2 separate regions of the Mus musculus genome follow, and region 1 is linked to region 2. Evidence: chromatin contacts called from public Micro-C data. All regions are on one chromosome and are shown on one strand. The core of a region is the stretch at or near the end of the contact, and the rest is flanking DNA. Distances in the headings are between cores, read along the strand shown. Region 1 has its middle 40 kb from the start of Gm35891. Region 2 holds the start of Pcdh10 (protocadherin 10).

Region 1 (5,297 bases), core at 694-3,193, 5.8 Mb before region 2:
CGAAGCTGGTTTGTTCCTTTCAGTGTGGAATCTCGAGGCATGCAGGGTGAACACTTTGACCCACTGACCCATCTCACCATCACTTCTTTGTTTTAAGATTTGGGGTTTTAGAGTGAAATTTGTTAACTTTCACTTTTTTTTTTTTTGGCCTTGAGGTTCATTTATTCATTATCTATCTATCTATCTATCTATCTATCTATCTATCTATCTATCTATCTATCTATCGATACTACACATACACCTTTCTGAACTCCTGCATTGTTAAAAATGAGGAGGAGTTGGGAGAAGGGAGAAGTGCCACCCGAATATATTGTATGAGAACAAACCACCGGGAAACTTGAGTTTGTCCTTAAAAGCCAAGGCCTCTCCCGGGTGCAGACTAGCATGTATCTTCAAGTCTGGGGTTAGAGCTTTTCTTTTTGGGACATGCTCCTCCCATTGGAGCCTGGTGCTTTTGACCTGGACCCACCCCATTGTGAGGGCTGACGGGTATCGTTCTGTAAGACACAGACTTGCTGATTTCCTTCAGAATGGAGCATGCCCTCAAATGTCCATGCGTGGCTTCCTTCCCTTATCTTTTTGACTTGGAAGGACAGACAGGGATGGCTGTCAGCTAGTCTTTGATGTGGGGGACAATGACTAATAAAAACATTGAAATCATCTTCTCCTCCTATTTCACTTGACTCCCGGTGTCTGTCGCAGACCCTGCCTGATTGACAGAATATTACCCAGATAACCCCCTTCTTAAGTGGCGGCGAGGCAGCAGCGGGCAGTTTTTCATTTAGAGTCTATCAGCTGAGAATTGATAAAGTCATCATGGAACAACTGTAGTTTGACCCCGACCTGACAAAAGAGATCGAAAATGTCTTGGATAGAGAGAATCACGGGGCTGGCTCCATCCCTGCCTGGGAAAAAGCGTTGGAGTGGGCCAAGGGCTAACACCCAGGCACTCCACGAGTATGTTTAATAACTGAGAAGTAAATAATGAAAGGGATGTCAATAAACAATCGCGATTTAATAAATTATTCATTTTAACAATCCTACCAGTGTTTGCCCAGGGATGTAGTGTTTTTTTCTCCATCTGCGGTATTGGTCTGAACCTGCCTGGTTGCGGAGCTGTTCACCATCGTTGACAGCAGGGGGCACTCACGTCACGCCAGAAACATGCCAAACTCGTGGTTTATGTAGGAGGGAAAGATGGAGCAGATAGAAAAGCTTCAAAAGGAGGTGGAGGGGAATATAGAAAATGAGTGGAGAGATACTGAAATGAAAAAAAAAAAATTTCCGCAGGCAGATCAAATTCACCCTTGCACCGAAGCAAAGCGTAAAGAAATAAATAGAAAACAGTCACTCTATATTTTGCTGGTTAAAATAACTTATTTATTTGAAACTCATAAGATGACAGATTTGGAGCAGTCAGGGCAAGGGCAAAAGAGATATTCGAAATTTAACAGATTTATTTCCATCTCGAAAATTCCACTGTGATTTTTTTTCAGGAAAGACTCCCAGATCACAACTGATTCTCTTGGGCTGATGTGAAACACGCACACAAAAAAATGATTAAAAAAAGCAAACTTCCAAACAACCCCCAAACAGCTGTTGAGGGGCTATAGACTGTGTGTTCTTCTTCTTCTCCTTAGAGGCAAGGTCTCACTGTGGAGTCCGGGATCGTCTGGAGTGTTGGGCTCACAGGTTTCCGCGCCTTTGTCCAGCTGCCGAAGCCTTTGGAACAAAGCCCCACCACAGTTTAAGGCTAAGTTTTCTCGGAAATGAACTCCTAGGGTCAGTTCGCCTCCGTGTGTGCTTTCTTTTCTCATGGACTGTGTGACAGTCCCCACTTTATGAAACTGTCCCATGTGAGGCCACGCTGCTTTTACACATTGAAGAAAGGCCGTCGTGGTCCCCGGGATATTTACTGTGAACCCAAGGCACAGAAGAATGTGTTCTCGATCGATGGCCATGCAGATGCTAAAGCGAGTGGTATTTATTTATAATAATGCGTGAGGCGGCCCGCAGGGAAATGTCATCTTGTTTGTAATCAATCTCGGTGTGAGGCTCCTGCTGCAGCACAATCAGGCTCTGCATTAAGTGACAAATTGGCTTCTTCTCCTCATTCGGACTGTCATTTCTCTTCAGTGGGGATACATCATCTCTGTTACAAGGCCTCGGAGCTTGTACCACACACAGATACACATGCATATGCAGGCCCTGCCAACGTACTCGGGATAAAAGCCTCCAGCGATAGCGGGTATGACAGGAAACAGGAAAATGAGAAGGGCCCCCTGTGCTCACCGTGTCTTGCCGCCTGGTGATGTCATTGTATCCCGTGAAGGCGTGTCACTGTTAGGGATTGAACTGTCTCTCAAAACCTGTGCGTTGAAGCTCTAACTGCCAATGCAACAGCATTTTTTTAAAAAATGATTTATGTGAATAGGTGTGAGGGCGTCAGATCCCTGGAAGTGGAGTTACAGACAGTTGTCAGCTTCCATGTGGTTGCTGGGAATTGAACCTTGGTCCTCTGGATTGAAAGCAGACAGTGCTTTTAATTACCGAGACATCTCTCCAGTCCACAAAGTTTACTGCCCCCTCCCCGCCTTTTTTTCCTGAGATAGAGTTTCTCTATGTAGCTATGGCTGCCTTGGACTCACAAAGATGCCTGCCTCTGTCTCCTGAGTGCTGGGATTCACAGTGTGGGCCAACACTGCCTGGCTGCCACGGTGATAGTATTTAACAACAGGCTCAGGCTTGAGTGTACCATGATAGAAAAATTGAGACTCTATAGGCTTAATCTCTAGCTATGCCTTCATCCCTAAATAGGCCATTTAGGGGGTAATTAAGGTTAGATGAAGGCCCAGGAATGGCACCCTAATCCAGCTCAGCTGGTCCTCTTAGTACCCCTCTTTTGGAGTCTTTGAATCAGGGATTTACTCAGTAGCCCACATTGGCTTGGAACTCACTAGACCCAGGCTGCTCTTGAATCCATTATGTGGCCTAGACTCGTCTTAGACTCATGGTCTTCCTGACCTGTATTATGGGCATCATGTCCAGCCCTCCATAGGCCATTATCCAGTTTTCTTTTTTTCTAAAACAAACCTGGCTGTCCCGGAACTTGCTCTGTGGACCAGGCTGGCCTCGACCTCAGAGATCCACCTGCTTTTGCCTCCTGGGCCGGGATTAAAGGCACGCGCTTCCATCACCTGGAGACACACAACTGCTATTTGCTGCTGCTATTCTAAAGTGAGGAAGGGATGCTAGATGTGAATAAGGATTTTCCTCTCTGAGTATGAAGGTAGCCACCTGCTCAGAAGAGACTTTGGACTTTTAAATAATGTTGAGACGATGATAGACGATTGGGACTTTGCAAGTTGGACTGAACTCAGTTTTGCATTATGATAAGACTATAAGCCTTTGGGGGGCAGGGGGGTGAATAAGAATGGCTTCCCTTAGAGTCATATAATTGGATGCTTAGTCATCAGGGAATGGCACCAGTTAGAATGATTAGGAGGTGTGGCCTTGTTGGGGAACACACCAACAGGAGTAGGTGTAGCCTTGCTGGAGGAAATGTGTCACTGGGGGTGGGCTTTGAGATTTCAAAAGATCAAGACAGGCCTCTTGTTTCTCTGTCTTCCTGCTGCCCACAGATCCAGCTGTAGACCTCTCAGCTGCTTCTCCAGCATCATGTCTGCTTGCATGCTGCCATGTTCCCTGACATGATAAGAATGGACTAACCAACTGTAAGCCAGCCTTGGTTTCCTTTATCAGAGTCGCCGTGGTCATGGTGTGTCTTCACCGCAATAGAACATTGACTAAGGCAGACTCAAACTTGCTTTCTTTTACATAGGAGGATGAAGGGGCTGGCTCCAAGCTGGGGAGCTGGCATTTTGATGTTGGACTTCAATTTACTAGAGCTGGGAAAGAGATTTCTGCTCTTTCAGTTTCTCAGTCTGTTGGGTTTTGAAATTTAATTTAAAAAATATTTTGTATCTCTCTCTCTCTCTCTCTCTCTCTCTCTCTCTCTCTCTCTCTCTCTCTCCCTCTCTCTCTCTCTCTGTATGTGAGTACATGTGCACATGCCATGGTGCACATCTGGAGGTCAGAGGGTAACTTGTAGGAACCAGTTCTCCCCGTCTCCCACGTTGGTTCTGGGGCTAGAACTCAGGTTGCCAGGCTCGGAGGCATGCACATTTGCTCGCTAAACCATCTTATTGCTCCCAGGCAATGGATTTTGTGTGTGTGTGTGTGTGTGTGTGTGTGTGTGTGTGTGTGTGTGTGTGTGTGTGAGAGAGAGAGAGAGAGAGAGAGAGAGAGAGAGAGAGAGAGAGAGAGAGAATCTAAGCAGACAGAAGCAAAATCAGCAATAGGAAGTGGAGTGTGGCTCTAACAAATATCTAAACTTGTGGAAGCAGCCTTGAACTGAGAGCAAGGTATATTCTCAGAAAAGCCGAGAAGGGCTCAGAAAGGCAGGGAGTTCTCTCTAGAGGAAGCTTCAGGTTTCTTAGAAAATGCATAAGTGATCATGAATAGGATGGTGGTGAGAACAAGGATGGGGAAGGTCATTCTGGTGACATCTCAGACGGACGCAGGGAGCAGCGTGTCATCGGCAGCGGAGGGGGAGTGCCTTTACAAAGAGAGCACCTTGGGCAGAATTGTTTCATGTTCTGATGTTTGGTGGAAGGCAGAGCTCACAAGCAATAGAATTGGATATTTAGTGGAGGAGCCTAGTAAAATATTTTTAGGAGAGCATAGGTATTCTCTCTCTCTCTCTCTCTCTCTCTCTCTCTCTCTCTCACACACACACACACACACACCGTTTTATTTTCTTTTTCATTTCTCTCATCCAGTCTTCCTCCCTTGCCCCTAAGCATCTCTTCCTGGCTCCCCATCTCCTCTCAGATTCCTTTTTGCTTTCTTTCTTGTTTCTAAAGATTATTCAGTATGTCGTGTACGTGTGTGGACATCTTCAGAGTTGACTCTCTCATTCCACCACATAGGCTCTGGACTTTGAAGTCAGGGCGTCGTTGAGTTCTTTGCTAGCTCTTGGCCAGAGGCAGCCCATAGCATTTCTGGGCTGTCTGCAAACCCTGACTTCACACGCCTCTTCAACTTGGCTTCTTGTTTCTTCAAAGTCAGTAGTGGAGAGGCAGAGAGGGCAGCAAAGTGAGCGCTCTGGGCCCCTCTGTCGCTCCCAGTAGGCCATGCAGCTGAAACCTAGGATGCCACCCCTTCACCTCTGCTTACCTCCGCCCCCTACAAATATTTGGAAACCAAAGAGGCAATGATGAAGAATGTCAGAGCAG
Region 2 (5,080 bases), core at 631-3,130:
TTTAAGTGGATACGGATGGACACAAGAAAAAACAGCACGCTCAATAAGAAAAAGTTTGGATATTTTCTCAAATTATTTTGTTGTTTATTTTTCAAAGTTACTTAGGATACAAGTGAGCTATACAAATATTCGTGAAAGTCAATCAGTTATATCTTAGACTCAAAATAAGGAGATGCCAAGAGTGACTGTCATAACACTGCTCCATTTTCCCTCCAGAGGCCCTCTGCAAGCTCCCCAAGGCCCACACACCTTCCCAGTCCAAACTTTGCTTTACAAGGCTCTCCCCACTCCCCACCCTCCAACTTTCCACTATGTCTCTACCTTTTAAAAAGAAATTGAAATTGACAAGCCAAATTCTTTGCTGAAGAAAGAAGCCAACAGTAGGCAATTCCTACAAAACAAAAACAAAAAAACCAACAAAAAAACTAAACTAAAAGTGGCAAGGAAGTAATTATTATTGAATGATATATTTAAGACAGTTGTTCAAGCTTTCAGTTAGTTTACTCTTACAGGATTCTGTGCCAGAGGAACTTCATTCAAATTCACACTGTGTGGGCATTCGGCTTCAAGAGCTTGTGTTAAAGCTGTCCAGAGCAGAATTGACTTGGTGGTTGTGTTTTTTTTTTTGTTTGTTTTTTTTGTTTTTTCTTTTTTTTTCAGAGAAGGAACTGATCACTAAACATGCAATCCAATTTAGGCAACCATATAAAGTTAAACAATCTATTGCTTACTGGTACACGCGACTGAAAACAGTGATAAACAAACCAAAATGGAAGCAACTTTATTAATGCCTGGGACAGATGCAAAGAGAAAAAGACCTTTGTCAGTGATTGGCCCCTCCCCCACACTTCTCTCTCCCGCCAAGCTTTTTCTCATATATTCCCCAGATTTCAAAGAAGGCAGGACCATAAATGTAGAAGAGGGAGGAGGAAGCTCCAAGGTTGCAAAGAAGCAAAGGGGGGGGGGGGTGCTGGGAGGGGGGAATGAAAATAAAATCAAAGGGGTGGAGTGCAGTCAGAACACAGAACACAGAAGTTAGGTTACACACCAAGAGGTGATAAAAGGTGACCCCCAATCCTCCCCTTCCCTCAGCCACACAAACACGCTAACACCTGAAAATACACAGTGCACCAGAAGAGATGCAGGGCCGGGCTAAAGGAGGCTTTCTGATGGAGGAGATGAGAGATGGTGCTTCTTTCCCTTCAGCCTTACCTCGTTGGACAAAATGCTTCCGTTGGAAATGATGTCTGGTTGCTGGTCGCTGTACCCGGTGACGATGGCTCCGCAGGGATTGTGCTCAGCATCTGTACTCCGGGAAGGGCTGCAGGGCTTCAGGAACATCAGGTCGGTCTTGGCGGACTCCGGGGTGAGGCAGACCTGATAGCAATAGTTCTGATTGTGGTGATGGGAACCGAAGCCTCCGGACTCCTCTACCGGCACCTGGGCCGGGTTGCTAGGGACGTTGGCGCTCTGCACCAACATGATATCTGACTTGCTGAGTTTCTTCTTGCGCGCCCGGGCTTGGCGGCCGCAGCAGGTGGAGCTCCCATTGCCGCAGCAGCAGCAGCAGAGGCAGCAATCGCTCGCGAGACACGTGTAGATGTTGAGTTTTTTCTCTTTCTGACAGCGCACGGCCAACACGATCATGGCCAGCAGGAAGATGAAGGACACCGAGCCCAGGGCGATGATAAGGATAAGTGTGAGGTCCAGTGAAGTTTCCCCGCCGCCAGAGCGGCTGGGACGCAGGTGTTCCCCAGACCCTCCGCCTCGGTCCCCGCCCCCGCCCTGTGGCTCCACCGCTCCATCCACCAGCTGAACCACCAGGGTGGCTGTGGAGGACAGGGGCGGCTGCCCGTGGTCGCGCACCTCGATCACCAGCTCATAAGGCCGCTGGGGGTCGCGCTTGGCTGGGACCCGGCGCGCGGTGCGGAGCTCTCCGGTGCGCCAGTCCAGTCGAAAGAGGTTCATTTCGTTGCCCCGCACTATGCTGTAGGTGAGCCTGGCGTTCTCGCCGTCGTCCGCGTCCACTGCGGCCACACGAGTGAGCAGGTAGCCGGGTTCGGCAGAGCGCGGCAGCACCTCGCGGGCTGGAGTCCCGTTGCGCCCCGGAAGGGGCGCCACGATGGCGGGGGCGTTGTCGTTCTGATCCACTATCAAGATGTTGACCGTGGCATTGCCGGCCAGCGCCTGGGGACTGCCGGCGTCCCGGGCTTCTACTTGAAAGCTGAAGTCCTTGATCTGCTCATAGTCGAAGGATCTCAGGGCGTACAAGTAGCCGTTGTCTGAGTTGATGGACACGTAGGTGAAGACACTCATTCCTTGGATCTGGCACTCTAGGATAGAGTAGGTTAATTTTGCATTGGCCCCTTCGTCGCGGTCCGTGGCGCTCACCGCGTAAATGTAGGCACCCGGCACATTGTTTTCTGTCACATACACGTCGTAGACCGGCTGGCTGAAGCGCGGCGCATTGTCATTCACATCTGACACTTGAACCTGGATCGACTTACTGGTGGAGAGTGCAGGCTCGCCCCGGTCGCGGGCCACCACGGTCAGGGTGTAGGAGTCCCCAGCCTCTCGGTCCAAGGGGGCTTCGGTCACGATAGTGTAGTAATTCTTGAAGGAAGACTTGAGGCGGAACGGCACGTCTCCCAGAAGCTCACACTGCACCTGCCCGTTCTCCTCTGAGTCCCGATCGGTCACGCTGAACAGAGCCACCACCGTGCCAGGGGCCGCACCCTCGCTCACCGCCTCTTTCACTGTGCTGAAGCTGATCTCTGGTGCGTTGTCGTTGGCATCCAGCACTCTCACCAGAACCTTGCAGTGCGCAGGCACAGCATTGGGACCCAAGTCCTTGGCTTGGACATACACCTGATACACTGGGCTCTCTTCATAGTCCAGCTCGCCGCTCACCTCCAGCCGGCCGGTGCGCGGCGACAGTCCGAAGAGCTCCCGAGCCCTGGGTGAAATGTGACTACTGAACGAGTACACGACCTCGCCATTCTGGCCTTCATCAGGGTCGGTGGCATTAAGCTGGATCACTAGCGTGCCAGGGGGAGAATTCTCTGGTAGGGAAACTGTGTAGACGGGTTGGTCAAAAGCGGGCACATTGTCGTTGGAGTCGAGCACTCGGATGGTGAGCAAGGCCGTGCCAGTACGCTGCTGCTGGGGGGGCAGGCCGGCTCCCCCACCGCCTCCCCCTCCTTCCCCTCCTCCTCCCCCTCCTCCCCCGTCCACCGCGGTCAGCACGTAGCGGTGCACCGCTTGCTGTTCTCGGTCCAGTGGCTTCTCCAGGACCAGTTCGGCGAATCGGTTGCCATCTCCCTGGGTCTGTACGTCTAGCGAGAAGTAGCTATTTGGGGTTATCTCGTAGTCTCGCAAGGAGTTGGTCCCCACGTCTGGGTCGAAGGCGCTCTCCAAGGGAAAGCGGGTGCCTGGCGTGGCGCTCTCTGAGATCTCCACTGTCAGGTCGGGCTCTGGGAAGGAGGGAGGGTTGTCATTGATGTCCAGCACTTCGATCTCCACTCGGAACAGCTCCAGCGGGTTCTCCAGAAAGACCTCCAGGTGCAGGACACAAGAGGGGCTCTGCTTACAGATTTGCTCGCGATCTATCTTCTCGTTTACGTACAGAACCCCGGTCTCCAGATTGAGGTCCAAGTAAGGGGTCCGTGAGTTGGCCACCGTCTGAAACCTGCGAGCTGAAAGTTTTGTAATGTCCAAGCCCAGGTCTTCAGCGATATTCCCCACGAAAGTGCCATGTTCCTGCTCTTCCTGCACAGTATAATGAAGCTGGGAAAAGACTCCGTCCACCATCCAGAGCAAGGCAAAGAATAACAGCACAATCATTTCCAAAAGGAAAAGGAAGCAGCTCCCCTGTAGCCAGCCAGCCACCCCGATCACCGCCCCCCAACCACCACCACAAAAAGAATAATAATAATCTAAAAAATATAAATAAAAGTGTGCTGCGTGGGGGGGGGGCTCCTGTGGCTGTATTAAAATTTTGATTCCTTTTGCTTCATTTTAGAGCGTCTCCAAATCGAGCCTCATTTTTCAATCTTAGCGCAGAAAGGGTGACAGATGTCCCCTATGCTCAGCCGTAATCTTCCCACTGACCAATTAATAAAATAACGATCATACAATAGTCAGCCTCCTTTATTCCGACAGTGTTGGCGCAACGCGGCGCTGGCAAATCCCAAGGAGGAAATTTCGATATTTCAAGACTGTCCTAGGTTTGTCTTCCTGCTGATGGGAGGAGAATGTGGAGGAGGAAGAAGAGGAGAAGGAGGAAGATGAAGAGGAAAAGAAGGTAGAGGAGATGCTGCCGGCACCACTGAACATGCCTCTTGATATCAACGGCTGGCAAACGCGAGCGGGGTTAAAGACAGCGAGAAAAATTTTTGCTGGAAAAACACGGAGCCGTTCTGCAGCATAAAACTTTCATTCTCTTCATTTCTCCGGATGGACGTTCCTCTTGTCATTTTCTTCCCTCTGTCTCTCTTTGCATCTCTTGGCTTTCATAGTCTTGTGTCTATTCTCAACTTCACTGGCTCTGGCTTTGCGTGAACACAACCAGCTATTTCTTTTCTGCTGTTTCCTTTGCAAGCCTCTCTCCCTCTAACCTGCCTCTTCTCCTCTCAGTCCATCCTGCCTCCTGCTTCAGCCCCAATGCTTGTGATCTCGGCTGGCAGTTTCTGAGCTCCGAGCGCTCCGCTTCTCTGTTTTTGCGCAGCGCCCTCATTCTGCCAACCAATCGCCGAGGAGCACCACCCACCGAGCGACTGTTCGTTGGCTAAAGTGGCCGTCAAGTAGTTACGTCACGCGGCAGCCAGGAGGGGCGGGGCAGAACGCTCGCTTTGGCTGCGGGAGTGAGTGTGAGTGTGAGAGCAAGAACAGCCCGCAGGTCCCGAGGCGCTTGCAGGGGACTCTGCCGCGGAAAGTTCCCAGTCCCCAGCCGCAGGTAATGGGCAGGGAATAAGAGAGGTTCCCCTGTTTGCATCAGCAAATACGAAAACATAATAGCAACAGCTGCGGTAGCCTCTCCAAGGAGCGGGGTTTCCAGTGACGCTAACATTCTTTTTTTCCT

Evidence for each region. Hi-C and Micro-C count contacts between places; a contact is called where the count stands out from the background.
Region 1: a Micro-C map of embryonic fibroblasts shows a contact between it and region 2, with 16 times the contacts expected there. The contact joins two enhancer-like sites. A contact is called at or near these places in 5 of 39 promoter capture datasets (cranial neural crest, frontonasal cranial neural crest, hippocampal neurons and 2 more), 12 of 484 Hi-C or Micro-C datasets (cardiomyocytes, cerebellum, cerebral cortex and 5 more) and 2 of 115 datasets of contacts at active chromatin or transcription factors (embryonic forebrain and forebrain).

Annotation. Positions count from the first base shown.
Region 1 is chr3:51,166,262-51,171,558 of GRCm38.p6, reverse strand. No RefSeq gene overlaps it. Among named protein-coding and RNA genes, the nearest start is that of Gm35891, 40 kb to the right of the region's middle. Within about 2 kb of position 1,943, at least 6 of the 459 cell types and tissues checked have an H3K27ac peak or open chromatin away from gene starts, as enhancers often do.
Region 2 is chr3:45,378,016-45,383,095 of GRCm38.p6, reverse strand. Pcdh10 (protocadherin 10) reads right to left here and starts at 4,698. Exons shown (of 5, transcript NM_001098172.1): 1 at 1,213-4,698. The coding sequence starts at 3,843. It overlaps 2610316D01Rik (RIKEN cDNA 2610316D01 gene), which reads left to right and starts at 4,836. Exons shown (of 9, transcript NR_045172.1): 1 at 4,836-4,954. Within about 2 kb of position 1,880, at least 18 of the 459 cell types and tissues checked have an H3K27ac peak or open chromatin away from gene starts, as enhancers often do.